2 separate regions of the Sus scrofa genome follow, and region 2 is linked to region 1. Evidence: chromatin contacts called from public Hi-C data. All regions are on one chromosome and are shown on one strand. The core of a region is the stretch at or near the end of the contact, and the rest is flanking DNA. Distances in the headings are between cores, read along the strand shown.

Evidence for each region. A called contact is a pair of places that touch in the nucleus more often than the background predicts.
Region 2: a contact with region 1 is called in a Hi-C map of embryonic fibroblasts, with 4 times the contacts expected there. The contact joins the promoter of PFDN4 here to the promoter of ZNF217 in region 1. A contact is called at or near these places in 2 of 5 promoter capture datasets (fetal liver and liver), 4 of 47 Hi-C or Micro-C datasets (embryonic fibroblasts, epiblast stem cells, fibroblasts and 1 more) and 1 of 2 datasets of contacts at active chromatin or transcription factors (alveolar macrophages).

What each region holds. Positions count from the first base shown.
Region 1 is chr17:54,628,769-54,636,710 of Sscrofa11.1, reverse strand. It overlaps ZNF217 (zinc finger protein 217), which reads left to right and starts at 4,956. Exons shown (of 6, transcript NM_001123217.1): 1 at 4,956-5,160.
Region 2 is chr17:55,151,145-55,159,086 of Sscrofa11.1, reverse strand. It overlaps PFDN4 (prefoldin subunit 4), which reads right to left and starts at 3,315. Exons shown (of 4, transcript NM_001123160.1): 1 at 3,078-3,315. The coding sequence starts at 3,101.

The sequences.
Region 1 (7,942 bases), core at 3,707-6,206:
AGAAGCTGTTTTCCTACAAGAGCGGGGAGTGAGAAGGAGGCAAGGCAAGCACAGGGCTGATGCCTCTGGGTCAGAGAGAAGTCCCCATGGCTGAAGCTTCAAACCCAAGGGACGGGCTTGCCAAGACTTGAGGCTGGAGAGTTAGGCAGGGGCCAGATCGACTGGGTTGGCAGGCCAGCTCTGAAGTTTGTTCCTTTTTCCTGAGGCAATAGGAAGCCATTAAGCAGGGCGGTGACACGATCTGATTTATACCATAAAAGATCTCTTGGGCTATGGGTGGAGAACATATTAAGGGAAACCTAGAGAGGAAGAAGCTTGGAGACACCTGGCCTACTCTGTGTTTGGAGAAGAGAGGGAGCAAACGTGGTGCCCCGAAGTAGCCTCGTTAGAGAAGAAGGTGAGCGGGCACACTTGAGATACATTAGGATAGAAATTATAGGGCCTGCTGATGGATTAAGGATGTGTGTGGTGGTGGGGGGGAGTGGAGATGAAATATCAGAATATCATAGTTTGACTTCCAGGTTCTGGCTTAAGCGGGTGGGTGGAAGATAGTTCCATTTATTGAGATGATGATGAAACCTGGATTTCAGTAGATATTAGTTACCGTCCTCTGCCGCCCCTCCCCCACTTCCCCCGTTGCAATATTGGCTGAGCACAGAGGCTTTAAAGAAGTGCTCCAAGCGTTTAAGTGCCCCGTGGGATTTATCTTTTTTTCCAGTTTTCTTGTGATATAATCAAGGCACCTGGCACAGGCACGGTATGAGGTTCAGTGTTCAGCATGGTGATTTGATTACACATCATGAAATGATTACCCGGCTAAGCTGAGTGAACATCCATCATCTCACATACTTACGAAATGAAAAAAAAAAATTCTTTTTTTCCCTTGGGATGAGAACTCAGGATATCTTTCCTCTTAACTTTCACATATGACATACGGAAGTGTTCATTACAGTAATCACATTGCATATTTCATCCCTAGGACTTATTTATATATATATATTTAATTGAGATATAGTTGATGTACATTATATAAGTTTCAGGTGTATATTATTATGATTCATAATTTTTAAAGGTCCATTTACAGTGATTATAAAATATTGGCTATAGCCCCTGTGCTGTACAATACATCCTTGTGGCTCATTTCTTTTATACGCACACCAGTTTGTGCCTCTTAATCCCCCACCATCTTAGCTCCACCCCTTCCCCCCCCTTGTAACCACGAGTTGGTTCTCTATATCTGTAAGTGTTTCTTGTTCATTATATTGCCTAGTTTGTTTTATTTGAGACCCAAGTCATTTAAAAAAAAAAAAAAACAAAACCTTTACACTTACATTTTGACTGGAGTCAACCTTGGAAAACCCATCCAGGATATTGGAGGAAGATGCCAATAAGTTGTGCTGGTAAAGGGGGGGCAGGGAGGGCACTCACCAAACTTGCCAATGGGACAGATACAGTCAAGTGAGCCTTCATCCAAACCTCTATTTATATTGAGCCTTATTCTTGGCCCCTCCCTTTTTTGGTTTGCTTATAAAAACCAGCAATCACATCTCTTCCAGTATTGTTCCGAGCCAGGTGGACCAGCCAACTCAGGGAGAGAGAAGTGTCTCCAGGCTTCAGACCCTGCCTCCACTTCTGAAAGGTAATTTCTGCTCTTTATTTTTATCGTGTATTACTATGATGTTTTATAGGGCGTTTAAATTTGTGACATGACTTGAGTGGGGTCAGGAAACTTGCTAGAAAAGAGAGAAGTTTGGTGTTCCCTGGAGTCGTTGCTGTTCCCTACCTCATTCAGGGCATTCAGTCCCATGAAAAGAGCTGCCCCGGTTTCCTTCTCAAATGTCCTTTGTAGTTTGCAAAGCTGGCAGGTTTGCCCAACTTTTTCATTTTCTTTTCCTGCTAACTCCTCACTGCAGTTTTTCAGGTTTTCCTGCTCTGAACACTGAATTCTTTTAGGTCTGTGTTGGCTCCATTTCAGCTCCAGGGATTTACATACAGTTTCCAAATCGAATAGTTCCACAGTAAGATAAATACTTGAGAAATAAGAAGATCATACCGGCATTTTCTTCTAATTAAGGCTGTCTCAAAAGATGATTCCAGTGAATGTTAAATATAGCAAATTAGAAGGTTTTTTTTTTTTTTTTTTGGTTTTGTTATTAGATCTGAGACTGCAGTGGCAGGCAGGAGCTGGGGAGAAAATTAGAAGTTAGCTAAAGGCAGAGGTCTCCTATCACTAGGATTAAATCAGAGCCAATGGCGCGATTTTATAAGCATACACTGGGTAACATATCTTAAGGAGGGCCGGTCTGTTTGGATAATTGTGAAATATGAGGTGTAGCTGATGTTTGTTGCATTACAAAGCGATGAAGTGGGGTCTTTCGTCCTCTCCCCGGATAACGTGTGCAGAGCATCAGCTCCCACTTGAAGGGACATTTCTAGTTCCATTGTTTGTGTTGCCTGCGTCTCAGCAGCACCTGACTCTAGAGATAGTCTAGATGGGGGCGGGGGGAGGGGAGACGTGGGGGGGGGGGCGATGGCAAAACAGGATTACGCGAGGGCGGAGCTAAGTATATGGAGATCAACGTTCGATTTTCATTTCATACTAACGAGTTCTTAGCTTTACTACGAAACCAAATGCTCCTAGTGTCCTCCTGTTGCTTTTGGAGTTTCCATTCTTAGTTGTTTTAACTAGACATACTTTCCAAATAAATCTTAAGTGTGAGTCTCCACCTTCTAAGAGGCGAATGTGTCGCACAGACGCCCGAACCGCGCATTCAGATCACTCTACGTCCATTTAAAAACACAGTTTGTGTTTGCAACCCAGGACTCAGCCACTGGCAGAATTTTGCAACGACTTCCCAGTTTTGTTGGCACGTCTCCAGGAATAAGGTTCTTTGTAATTCTTTGCTCAAACATAAGGATCGCCTATAAAACTCTTAGCAGATAGATCAATTCATACAATTATCTTTCAATTTTAAAAGCTACAACATAATGTGTTTGTTTTGTTTTGTTTTTGTTTTTGTTTGTTTTTGCTGGGCGCGCGGGGGGGGGGGGCGGGTGGCAGAGAAGAGAGGAGAAACAGTTACTAACAAACCATAGGATGCTATTATGCTCACAAAGTGGTAGCTCTGTGAAGGCATAGGGAAAAGCACCCCCCCCCTTTTTTGCTCAGAAAATAATTCAGTAGCAACAAGGTCTGAGAACCAGGAGCCTCATTGTTCTTAGTGAAACGATTATTTGTCAAAACATTTGATTGTTTCCCTATTTCTACTGAAAAGTTTGGACTGTTCTTTTTGCTCTATTTTTGACACTAGGATTTTTAACTATCGGTGCTATTGTGTTTACAGCATTCAAGGTTTCAGAGTTCAAAGGTTATCCATTAACATGTAGAGTGAGGCTGCACTAAGTGAAGACTCAATTTGGTTTCACTTGTTCATAGTTTCTTTGTTTTACAGCAATGCCAGAAGTCATTTGTTTCGATAAGTTAAATGAAGTTTCTTGTTGAGGAAGAGTGTGTCTTTGGACTGTTTTTGGGCTGTGACTATTGATAAGGCTTTAAAAAATATATTAAAGAAAGATGTTCATCTTCCCTGAGAAAAGAACTCTGGTACTAGAAACGATCAATATTAGTATACTTGAGTGGAAAAAAAAAAGAGTTCTGGCCTAAGAGTCTACTTCTGGCCCTGCTAATTAATGGTGAGAAGTAGTTGGTGTGCTTCCTTTTTAACAAAGACTAACCAGACCATATGTGGGGTTAGGAGTTATACATAAAATGACAGCAAAAACATCACACTTGGCAAATTCTTCCCCTTTGCTAAGAAACTGTCCCCTAAACTCCATTTCTTATTTATTAAGGATTGCATTGCTCACCAGCAGAGCATTTATGTAGGGCTTTTTTGGGTCCCGACTTATTAAAATATATGCTTTAAGTGCCTGTCTTGATATATTTTAAGATTTCCCCTTTTGGATACACTGAAGGCCAATACAAAAAAAAAAAAAAAGAAAAACAAAGAACCCAAAAAACTTCGCTATTTTGTTTGTGGTGACTTGCATAGCTCCCTTTTGTGTTTGTATCTTGGGACAGAGAATTTGGTGGATGTGACTGTTACTTCTGTGGTTCCTCCTAGGGGCTTATTTAAATGGGGTAATATCACTGGCCTTCGGAATCATAACTTTTTCTTTTTTCGTGAGCAAATAAAAAAATGGCTGGGAAACGCTTTACGTGAAGAGGGGAAAAGCTAGTTTTTGTTGTTGTTTTTGTCCCTAGTTTAAAGCCTGGTTTCATCCACGTGGATTTCTATCAAAGCCAAGTGGATTCCTGGAACCTAGGCCAAGTTTAGAAATCTCAAGTTTTTACAGCAGCGCAAGCCCTGCCCTTTTAGAAAACCAGCAACCAGGCATTAAAGGATGCCTTAATGAAGATACTAATTTAAAAATATTTTAATCATCTTTATTCATCGACCTTTCTCATGCTTGAAGAAAATCCGAAAAAATATTGTTTGTGCACAGCTGTCTCCTCACCTACCCAAATAAGTGTAAACGCTTTTCGCCTATTAGTAATACCGGATGACCCAGGAGTTCGGGCAACCAGCCCCTCCCCTCGCCCGGGCACACCTTGCAAGGGAGGGGGAAGCGGAGAGGCAGAGGCCTGGAACTGCGCCTGCGCACTGCCTTCGTGGGCCCCCTCCCCGCATACCTGTCACTGGAACTGCCGGGCGCGCGCCGGCCACGTTAAGCCGGATGGCGGGAGGCGGGGGTGTAGGGGCGGTGAAAGGCGCGCGCGTGCGCGGGAGTCGCAGGGCGAGAACAGGGAGTGCGCGCGCTCCTCGGCTCGCCCGCGTTCCGGAGGCGGAGTCCTCGGCGGTGGGCGGGGCAGGGGCGCGCCTGCGCAGATCACGTGGGTGAGGGGCGGGCCCGAGGGCGGGGCGGCCGGTGAAGGCAGGAGGCGGGGCGTCTCCGAGCTGCCGGGCCGAGGGAGGGCGCAACAGCTGCTCCCTGAGCACTTTCTGACCCAACAGTCCCCCTGCGCCGGACGCGCCGCGCCCCGGCGGCTCTAGGGACCCCCCGCGCCTGCACTGTCCCCGCGCGGACGAGTAGGGGGCGCCCGCGCCTTTGCCCCCCGTGAGCACCCCCCGCCCCGCTCACCTTAGCCCCGCGCCCGAGGTGAGCCCGGCCCCCAAATCTTCCGGGCGGGGGTGGGGTGGGGGTGGGGGCGCTGCTTTTGGGGGGGTCTTCAAGGAGTGAGGCGCTGAGGCGCCCTGAGGGATAGCCTCGCCCCTCGCCCAGTGGCCCCCTGCCTCTTTTGGGGGCCGGTGCGGGCGCGGAATCCGGGAGGTGTCCGCACAAAAGGCCGAGAGAAACTCCCCGTCGCCTCCCCTCCCTCCTGCCTTCCCCGCCCCCTCCCCTCCTCGCCTGCTCCCTCCTCATTCAAACCTCGGCTCGCTCGTGTGGTGTCAGTTCAGTCCCGGCCGCCGCCGAGCGAGGAAATGGCCGAGGAGCCGGAGCCGCAGGTAAAGGGGGCGCGCCCCCCCGCCCGCGCGGGGCCTTGGGGGGCGCCTCGCCCTCGCCCCTCCGGCGTCCCCCGAGCCCGCCCTCGAGTCTCCGGTGCTCGTTATCTCGCCCCCCTCCCCAGATTGTCTGCCCGCCCCGCCCGCCCCCCCATCCCCACTCTCTATTCGGCTCCTCTCGGGCGCCCCCTCCCCATCCGGCTTCTGAGCATTTCCACCGGAGAGAAGGTGTCGGGCGAGCCCCCGGTGTGTACTGTGTTTGACCATCACACTCACTCATGGAACCAGTCAAGATGGCTTGGGGGCGGGGGAGTCCCCCCCCCTTCCCTAGGTCGGGAGAGAGGGGCCCGCCGGAGGGGGCCCGGGGGCTGCGTGGGTGGCTGGGTGGGGGGCTGTTCCTGAAAAGTTGGGTGGCTCCGCCGGCAGGTCTCCGCGTTTGCCCTCTCGGCCGTGGGGGGCGGGCGGAAGGGAGCGGGCCGGCGCGGGGACCCCTGCGATGGCCCGGGAGGGGCCCGGGCAAGTTGGAAACAGCCAAAACAATGCGTCCTAACAGGCGTCCCCCGCAAACAATGGCCGGGACCGTCCGCACGGGCCGGGCGGAGGGCGCGTCTATAGGGGCCGAGGGAGGGGGCTTGGCCTCGCCGCGGACCCCGACGCGCACCCCAGCCAGCCCCCCAGGTTCCCCTAAATCCGTCCCCGGGAGTCCTGATCCTCTGCCCATCCCTGAGCAGGCGGTGCACCGGGCTGCGTTTCCTGGGTGTGTGTGTGATAAGGTTTTTTTTTTTTTTTTTAATTTTAAAAGATTTTTTTAAGAGAAAACTTTAAAAAAAATAGCCCTTAAACGCTTTAAGAATTATCTTTAATCACTCAATTCTAGTGGGAGACACAAAGCCAGCTGGAAGCAGAGCTAGGAACTCTAAGGGGCAGAAGGGATTGAAATGTTAGCCTAAAAGTGTTTCTTTCTTTCTTTTTTTTTTTTTTAAAAGGGAAGTTTCTGCCAGGAGGCGCTGAGTGGCGAAACCGCTCAGTTTCAGATGTAGAGCCCTCTTCACTCTAGATTTGGCCTCAAAATGCGAGCCGCACAGAATGGGAGGAGGGGTGGGCGCTACTGGGGGCTCCAGGAGGCTGGATTTGTGGCGGCCGGGGCGGTCCTGCCCCGAGGGGGTCAGACCTGGCCTGCGGGGTGCACCGGCCGTTACCTGCGTCCAGGGGGTCGGGACGGACGTTCAGGTCCCGAGTGGGAACCTTTATTTTAGGATTCGGGGTAGGGCCACCGAGGACGGGAAGCCGTATTCCTGGGCGGGTGGGTGGGGGTGGGGTGGGCGGGGGGGGGGGTAGTTTTCCCGCAAGGCGTAGTCAGGAGAGCAGGAAAGGGCCACCAGTGGCCACTTCTGGGACCCCAAGTAGCCTGTTCACACTTGGAGCAGTGAAAACTTTCTTTTTTCTCTTGTTGTTTCTCCCAAGAAAAGGAGAGTCCCTTCAGAGTTTTTAAGGCCTTGGAGTGTTGTTCCCCTTTGAAATTCCTTGAGCCTCAGTTTATCTTTCTGGATCAGCCTATAGGGCTTGGAGCGTTGAGCTTGAACATTCCTTAACGTGTATTAAAGGTATGGCGGGTACGGTGGTTCTTTGGCCCGTCTGGGATCCTGTGTTATTGACCACCGTGTATACTAGCTGGTTTCCTGGTTTTCTAGATTGTTGGGAACCATTAAGCTGTATATTTTAAGAAGCCTAGGTCTGATTTAGTTCAGGTTGATTCAATTATGTCTTCATCGCTTTTGAGTTGGTTGAATGAGTTGACATGAGATTAAGCTCAACAAAAGAAAAGGCAGGGTAACAGCAGCTGCCGGCCGGGCCTGGCCACTAGGTAGGGGTCTTGAGGAGGCCTTTCACCTTCTCTTTTGTATGTGTCAAGAAGTACATTTAAAATGTTCTTTACTGTACTTTTTCTCTCCCCCCCCCCCCCCCGGAATGGAGGGACTGCCTTGATTGATAACCAATAAGACTTAAAATGCTGGATTTTGTAATACTTTGAGAATGAGTAATAGATCTAGATTTTCTAAAAAGCCTTTAGTAGAGAAGTGACAAGAACAGAATAATAACCTAATTGCTTTTTGTCTGAAAAATATAACAGTCTAACCACTAGTTTGTGCTTGCTTAGTTAATGTGTGCTAAGAACTTTTAAGGTGTGTCCTTAATGGTAGATTACTTTTTCTGAGAAGTCCTGTTTATTTTAGATACTGTTTTGTTTAGGATTCTAAAGACTGTAGTTGTGTGTGTGTGCGTGTGCGTGTGTGTGTAATCCTGGTGTTTTAGTCAGAGAGGACCCCCCCCACCCCAAACTGCTGCCATTTTAAGTCAGTTATATTTAAGTATTCAATTCAAGAGGCAATGACTTATTTAAAAGTTTTTGGTTGTCAGTAGCTGCAAGCCAAATTTAT
Region 2 (7,942 bases), core at 2,066-4,565, 520 kb before region 1:
CAATGGGTTAAGAATCCGGTGTTGCCATGAGCTGTGGTGTAGGTCGCAGACGCGGCTCGGATCTGGTGTTGCTATATCTGTGGCGTGGGCTGGTGGCTACAGCTCCGATTGGACCCCTAGCCTGGGAACCTCCATATGCCATGGGTGCGGCCCTAAAAAGATAAAAAAGACCAAAAAAAAAGAGTTAGCATGTCCTAGATGCAAGGCACTGTGAAGAGAAGTATCCCTGAGGCTGGCACATGAACACTGGCGAGCTTACATCCAGGAGAGGAGGCGGCAAAAAGCCAGGTTGTTTGGTAGATGGTGATAATGCGATGGGGGTGGATGGAAGTTCCTGAGAGCTGGGGAAGGTCGAAGGCGGCTTCCCTGAGAAATCAGACCGTGGCTCCCCTCGTGGCCAAGGACTAGACCTGAGAAAGCAGAACTCTGGAGATGGCCCTGGACCACCTCCACTCCCGAACAGAAAATGTCAGGAGCTGTTGGGAGGTCATGCGTTGTAAGGATAAAGCGCTCCAGGCCGCTAACAATTTTCATCGCCTGCAAAGGGCTACCACCCCCGTGATGTTTCACTCTCAGCCACTGGCGCGCCTCTGCTTTCTTCTGAGATGAGGCAGAGGAAAAGGCCCGTGTGCTAACCCACCGGGCACTGTCCACGACCCCAGGCACCTTTGCAAGATGTTTACGTGCGTCCTACTGAGAAAAGGAGGAAACACTCGTGTGTTTTGGCCGCCACCGACCCCTCTATAAGCTCTTTCACCATCTTGGTGCAACCTCCCCCCGCCGGCTCTCTGTCATTCTGGTCACGCTTTGATTTGATGCACACGGGGCCTCTGTAAGAGGTACTCCCTTTCTAGAATGTCTCACCGCCTTTCCGACCTTCTCTTGCTCTCACGAGATCACACCTTCTCAGGAAAGCCTTCCCTGCTCCCCAAGCAGACCTTACTCCACCCTCTCGCTCGTGCCCTTCTTGCATTGCTCTTCGCTGGACCTGCAACTTGTAGTTCTCTGTGGGACTACTGAGTAACAGCTGCCTCTCCCCAACAGCACAGGTTCTCCAATGCTATGAGAAGATCAGAACTTCATTCCTGCTCACCATTCTCAGCTCCATCACCTAAAACGGAGACAGGGAGTTCCCACTGTGGCTCAGTGGGTTAAGAACCTGACTTGGTTTCCGTGAGGATGTGGGTTTGATCCCTGGCCTCACTTGGTGGATTAAGGATCCGGCACAGACGCAAGCTGCAGTGTAGGCTGCAGATACAGCTCGGATCTGGCATGGCTGTGGCTGTGGCGCTGGCCAGCAGCTACACCTCTGATTTGACCCTAGCCTGGGTGCTTCCATATACCATGGGTGCAGCCGAAAGAAAGGAAGGAAGGAAGAAAGAAAAGACAGAAAGAAAGAAAGAGAAAACTGAGACTGTGTCACAGCACATACTCAAAAAGTTTGTTGAATGACTGAAAAAATGTGGGTGATCAAAAAGTTTGCCATCAGGCCCAGGGTTCAAATCATTCCTCTACCACTTCCTCAAGGTTTACTTCATCTCTCTGGACTTCAGTGTCTACATCTGTCAATTGAGGGTGAACCACAACTAGTATCTTGCACAGACTTAAAGGCTAACAGAGGGGCCAAGTTAAATACAGAATCCAAGCCAAGTGAATCTCACAAGGTCTCACACTGGTTTGAAGCACCTTGGCCCTAAACCCTATCTGGCACTCAATTAAGACTCTGTGGTGGACAGACCAGCAGGGTCAACAACTCATGACTTGGTTTGCCTGGGGCTTCCCCAGTTTTTGCACGCCCCCCCCCCCATCTCAGACAAACTGGGATGGACTGGTCACCCTACACCGAGATCAGGCGGCTTAGATTACGAGGTGCTGTGAAGCACAAAAGCCATGGAAGCACGTTCCCACGTGGTCTTACAGAGGAACGAAAGGAAACACACCCAAAACCTACAAAGTAAATCCCTTCAGCCAGGGGCCTCCCAGCAGACACTAGGGAAGCTGAAAACACAGGCTCTGGAGGCAGAACGCCCATGTTTATTTACTCAAATCCTAACTTGCCTCTTGAACTTCCTCACCTGTAACATAAGGATTAAAAACAGCATCGCCCTAAGAGGAGCGTGAGACTAGAATAAATAATGCACTGCAATGTGCTTAGTGCCCTGCACAGAAACACCAGATGCTATTTCCGGACTCTCTCCATTCCATTTTCCTTTTCTCTAGACAGCTCTAAGCATCTGGGTGGACTGACCTGTGTTCAGGAGTTCTGCTTGCTTAGTAGAATAAAAGGTGGGCTTTGGGAAAAACACAATCGAACCTGAATTTGCACCCCAGCTCTGCTTATTAGCTGAGTCACACTGAAGTCACTAACTGCTCTGTGTCTTAAGTTTCTCCAGCTGTAAGATGGGAAGAAAACGTGCCCTTGCTAAATTGCTGGAAGGATCAGAAATAGTCAACCGATGGCTTCTGGGCCGCCGGCCGCTCTTCCATACACTTGTTTTAGTCTGGAGGCGCAGGAGCATCGAGCGTGGAGGTCGGTGGCTCAGGCGCCCTGGGCCAGTGATCCCGGGGATGCGGGGTCCTGCCCTGCTTCTTACGGCTGTGTGACCTTGGGCAGGTGACTCCACCTCTCTGGGCCTCAGCATCGTTGCTTCCAAAGGAGGGTACCAGTAGCACCCATCCTTGGGAACTTGTGAGGGTTAAACGCGATAACCCAGGTACAGCGCCCAGCGTTACGGCCAACCGCAGTCCATCGGACCCTTCGGCTTCCCACACCGCGAGGACAAGGCCTGGGGGGCGGGAGCCCCAGACTCTCCAGGGCCATCCTCAGCACCGCCAGAGGCGGCCCGGAGTCCTCCAAGGGTCCGATCCCGGGCCACCTCGGCCCGGGACCCAAAAGCACCCCTGGGCGCCGGGCGCGGGCAGGCCTCGCCCGGGAGCCGCCCTGAGGGTCGGGAGCCTCGGCCCCGGGCCCCACGCCGTGCTTCAGAGCTGCGCACCCCCAGCACTCCGGGGCCAGCACCCCGCGGCCGAGCCCCGCCGGCCGGCCGAGCATCCCGCACCCCGAGCGCCCCACTCACCGCCTTCTTCATGGTGGCCGCCATCTTGGGACTGGACTACGGCGCGAGGCGGGGAGGGTCCGTCAAGGTGCGCCTCGGCCCCGCGCCCTCCCTCGCTCCCCGTCGGCCCAGGGCTCCCGCCAAATACAACGCGTTCTCTACATTCCTCCGACTGGGTCTCAGATCAGTGATTCCTAAGGTCTGGGACTTGGGGAGGACATGTAACCTGGAAATACTTGGTACATGCCAATTAAAGGGAAGGGCGACTCCCTGTGGGCCGACAGAAACTGGGGGGGTGTGGCGAGCGGCCGCAGCTCCAGCAGCCGGCAGCAGGGGGCGCCGAGCAAGGCGCGGCAGCGAGTGGAAAAAAGGGAAGTTCCTTTCCTTCAACTCCACAAGCCTTACAAGAAATCCACCTCCCTAAAAAAGCTAAGAACGAATGACCTTGCTAAAGACATATCCTTGCTCAGATAATTCAGATGGTACAAAGAAGGAAGTACTCCTAGTAGTTATTTAACAGCATTATTCAGCAATTACTGTGTATTCTAACGTGTGCTACCCAATTCTTAATTGTTGTTTTTTTTTTTTTCCTCAGGATCCCTCTACACTCTTAAAAATTTTTGAGGATCCCGCAAAGAACCCCTTTCCTATATTCATCGATATTTATCATGTTAGAAATTAAAACAGAATTTCAATGCCTTTATTAGTTTAAAATAATAAAAATCCTTTCCACATTAGTGTAAGGGACATTTTTAAATGACCATATTTTCCAAGGGGGCTGGGAATTGAGAAGGGCATAGTTTTACATTTTTGCAAATCTCTCTAATGTTTGGCCTAATGGAAGCTTAGATGCTCACAACTTCTGCATCCAATCTCTTGCAATATGTCGTTTAATTGACATAGATGAAGAAAATCTGATCTCGCAGATATGTAGTTAGAGAAGGGAGGCCCTCAGAGTCCGTGAAGAAATCTCCAGGACCGTAGGGGTTTGAGAATTGTTCTAGACAAGTCTCCTTTCTCAAAGTCCCAATTCTGTCTTTGGGATGTGGGGCTAACAGGGCCATATAGCACCCTCTGCCCTCCCTACCAAAGCACTTAGCCCCACGCGGCGGTGCTGCCTGTTCTGTCAGGGTGCCAGCTCCAGACTCCAAGCCCTTTGCATGAGGCCTTCCCTGTGCCCAGCTCCCAGGAGCTCAATATGTATTTGTTGAATGAAGACCTTTTTTCAGGATTAAATCTTTTCACAGGATCTGGTCCATATTGGGAGCTCCATCAATGACCCTCATTCATTTAAAAGCTCACAAACTAGCAAAATTTAAAGGCCCTGCAGAGGGAGTGAAGGGGAAACAGAACAAATAAGTGAAAATCATTATGAATGGTGCCAAGTGCATGAAGGGGGAAATAAATGAGGTGCTGAGACAGAGAGGCGCAGAAGTTGGTGGCCCGGAGGGGCTCTTTGGAAATGCTGGCTGGGGAGGGGGAAGGAGAGGAAAGGAGGGGTCTCTGAAGCCAGAAGAGGGGGCCTGGGCTGGACCAGCAGCTCGAAAAGGCTGTCTTCCTAAGTTCAGGCTTCTATACTCCTATGGTCAGGGGAGGACGGTCTGCCTAGTTCACAGCCTTCTTCCTGGGTCCTCATGTGGAGGAGAGGTCAGGGAGCTCTCTGGTGTCCTCCCCCCCTTTCCTTTTGCTCTCGATTTGCCGAAGTTCCGGCCAGGCATCCAACCCACGCCACAGCTGCAACCAGAGCCACAACGGTGACAATGCTGGATCCTTAACCTGCTGAGCCACCAGGGAACTCCTCTGGTGTCTCTTTTATAAAAGCACTAATCTCTTTCTTGAAAGCTCCGCCTTCCTGACTAGGCACCTCCCACACACCCCACTTCCTAGTACAGCCCAGGGGATTGTAGGATTCCAAGGTCTGAATTTGGGGGCCAGAGTGGGACACAAACTTGCAGACCACAGCAGATGTTATGGCTCCAGGCTGAATCTTCTGTCAGTCCTCGGCTTTCCCGTGGTCCTTACAAGACAGCTATTACTTCCTCAGGCATCACCTTGTCATCCTCGAGGTGCAAAGGCAGAGAGAGGAGGGGCCCCTTTTCTCTTACCTCCCCACTTCCGCATCACAACTCATTGTCTCCATCTCTCTCTCTCTCTCTCTTGCTTTCTCCCTCTCTCAAGGACCACATTTCCCAGAACCTCCCAATCCCCTGGCCTTTAGGTCACCTCGCAGCCGCCTCGATCACCCGCCTCAATCATTGGCTAGAGCCACAGCATTGGTGATTACATTAAACAAAGATGACTCATTCCTCCAGGCTGCAAATAAGGCCACTGAAATAGAGCACCGGGCTGGGCGTCCAAACACAAGGAAGAAGGAAGGAAGGGTTGTTGGATCAGCCGCCAACAGCACCTTCCCCTTGGGAGTTCTGTGGCATCAAGTGGGGCTGTTCACAAGGGCTGGGTCAGCCTGGGGCTGGGCAGAGCCTTAAGCGATGGGAGAGTCTCTTTTCAGCCAGACTGAGGGTCAGTGGGCAGACCCCGCACCCTTGGTGCTGACCTGGCTCGCTCAGGTTTTGGAAGTCTTCCTTCTCACTCCCTTTCCCGCCACCCCCGTCCTTCTTGGCTGCCCAGCCCACAGTGTCCTTTGAGCTAATCTCTCTCCCTGCAGTAAAACCAGTTCTGCAGGACTTTGGGAGTTCCCATTGTGGCTCAGCAGTAACCAACCCGACAGGTATCATGAGGACTCGGGTTCAATCCCTGGCTTCGCTCGATGGGTGAAGGATCCAGTGTTGCTGTGAGCTGTGGTGTGGGTTGCAGACACAGCTCAGACCCCATGTTGCTGAGGCTGAGGTGTAGACTGGCAGTTGCAGCTCCAATTCAACCCCTAGCCTGGGAACCTCCATATGCCGCAGGTGCCTCCCTATAAAAAGGGGCGGGGGGAGGGCTTTGAAATCTACTAAGCATCCTCTCTTTCCTTAATATTGAATACTTCCAAGCTTTGCTTTTGTTTTCTTTTTTTTTTTTTTTTTTTCCCTCCAGCTTGAGACTGTGCCGAAGGAAGGAAGGAAGGAGGGAGGGAAGGAAGGAAGGAAGGAAGGAAGGAGCCTGGGGAACAAATCAAACAATTGGAGACTGCAGGTCAGGAAGGAAAATCATTGCTAAGCACCTGAAGATACTATCCCCAAGGAACTAAAGGATGGGCTCCCTTATGCCTGGCTGCCCACTGACTGGATACAAGACATGGGTTGTTTGTTTTGTTTTTGGTGGTGGTGGTTTTGATCCATACAGTATTTTTAAAAAATTGAACCAACATTCAAAATTTAGGAGACGTCACTCAACAGCATGAGAGTTTTTATTTTGCTTGTAAAAATCAGTGTCCTGGGGACCTTCAGCCTGCATTCCTGCAGGCCGGTAGCTGCTGGTGCTGATGAGACACGGCCCACTTAGCTCTCAGCCCGTCTCCAGGGCCCCCACAGGTCCCCACCTGCCCCAGCTGTGTGCGTCACCTGTCAGGCCCTGCATGTATAGAAACTTGGTCACCCTCAGGCTTCTGTTCTCACAGATCTAAATGAGGAGGGTTGTGTGTGCATTTGTTAGAGATCCGTTCCATGCTAGATGCTATTGCAAAAAACAGCAAGGTGCATTATCCAAGGGGCTTCGCCTCAGAGAGCGCACCTGACATCCCCCAAGTCAGAGCACCTGGAGCTGCCGCCTCAAGACCAGCACTGAGGGGTCCTGGGAGGAAGGGTTTGTGTCCTGATAAAGCTTCTGGAACCCACGCCTGTTGACTCCATCAGGAAGGGCGGGTGCTAGGCAGGAGGGCTACAGAACTGAAAAAACAGACAAAATTCCCCGTTCTTGTGCAGCTTACATGCTAGTGATGCGAGAAGACTATACTCAAAATATATAACTGTATTACTCAGTATGTTAGAAGGTAAGTGTTACTAATATGTGGTTTTCACCGCTATAACAGGAACATGTAAAATAATAATAAAAGACTCTAACTATCAGTATGAAAACTCCATGAGCAAGACACAAGGATAGAAATGGCCAGGATGTTGGGGTGGGGAGTGGGGAGGGGGTGGATTCTTATTTGAACTGACAGGAAAGCTACGAAATTGTCCAGACAAGCCTCAGCTGAATTTAGATTCTGTCACAAGCGATCATGAGCTCATTTCATAGCAATATGCGCAGGAGAGCCCTCCAAACCCAGCAACTCCTGTGCCAGGCCTCCGATTCAAAGACATCAAAGGGATGTCTTAATGGGATCACCCGCCCACGGGGGACGGGGGGAGAGGCAAGAGGCGTGAGAGCAGAGAGGAGCCCCCCGCCCCGCCCCGTTACCACGTGGTAATTTAGTCATCGCCTGCAGGGGGCGCCCGAGGACCTTGGTTGTTTTCCCCAGACGCGGGTCCCCTGCGGTCACTGTATGCCAAAATACCAACAGAGCTAATTTTTTAACTAAAAAAAAAAAGTCTGTCTTTAAAATTTAGAATAAATATATTTTAAAAGGGCATTTAAACGTCTCTGACTTAAAAGTGAAAACCGATTCGTATCCATGAGGATGCGGTTCCATCCCTGGCCTCGCTCAGTGGGTTAAGGATGCAGTGTTACCTTGAGCGGTGGTGTAGCGGCTGGGATCCCGCATTGCTGTGGCTGTGGCGTGGGCCGGCACCTGCGGCTCCAATTTGATTCCTAGCCTGGGAACCTCCATTTGCCGTGGGGTGAGGCCCTAAAAAGTCAAAGGAGGGAGGGGAAGAGGAGGGAGGAAGACCAGTTTCACTTGCAAAAGGAGCAGATCTTAAGCAAAGCTCCACTCCAGGAGGCCTCTGAAGACTGAGACTTGATCAAAGGGTGGAAGCTAACAGGCAAAAGGGATCTAGGCATCT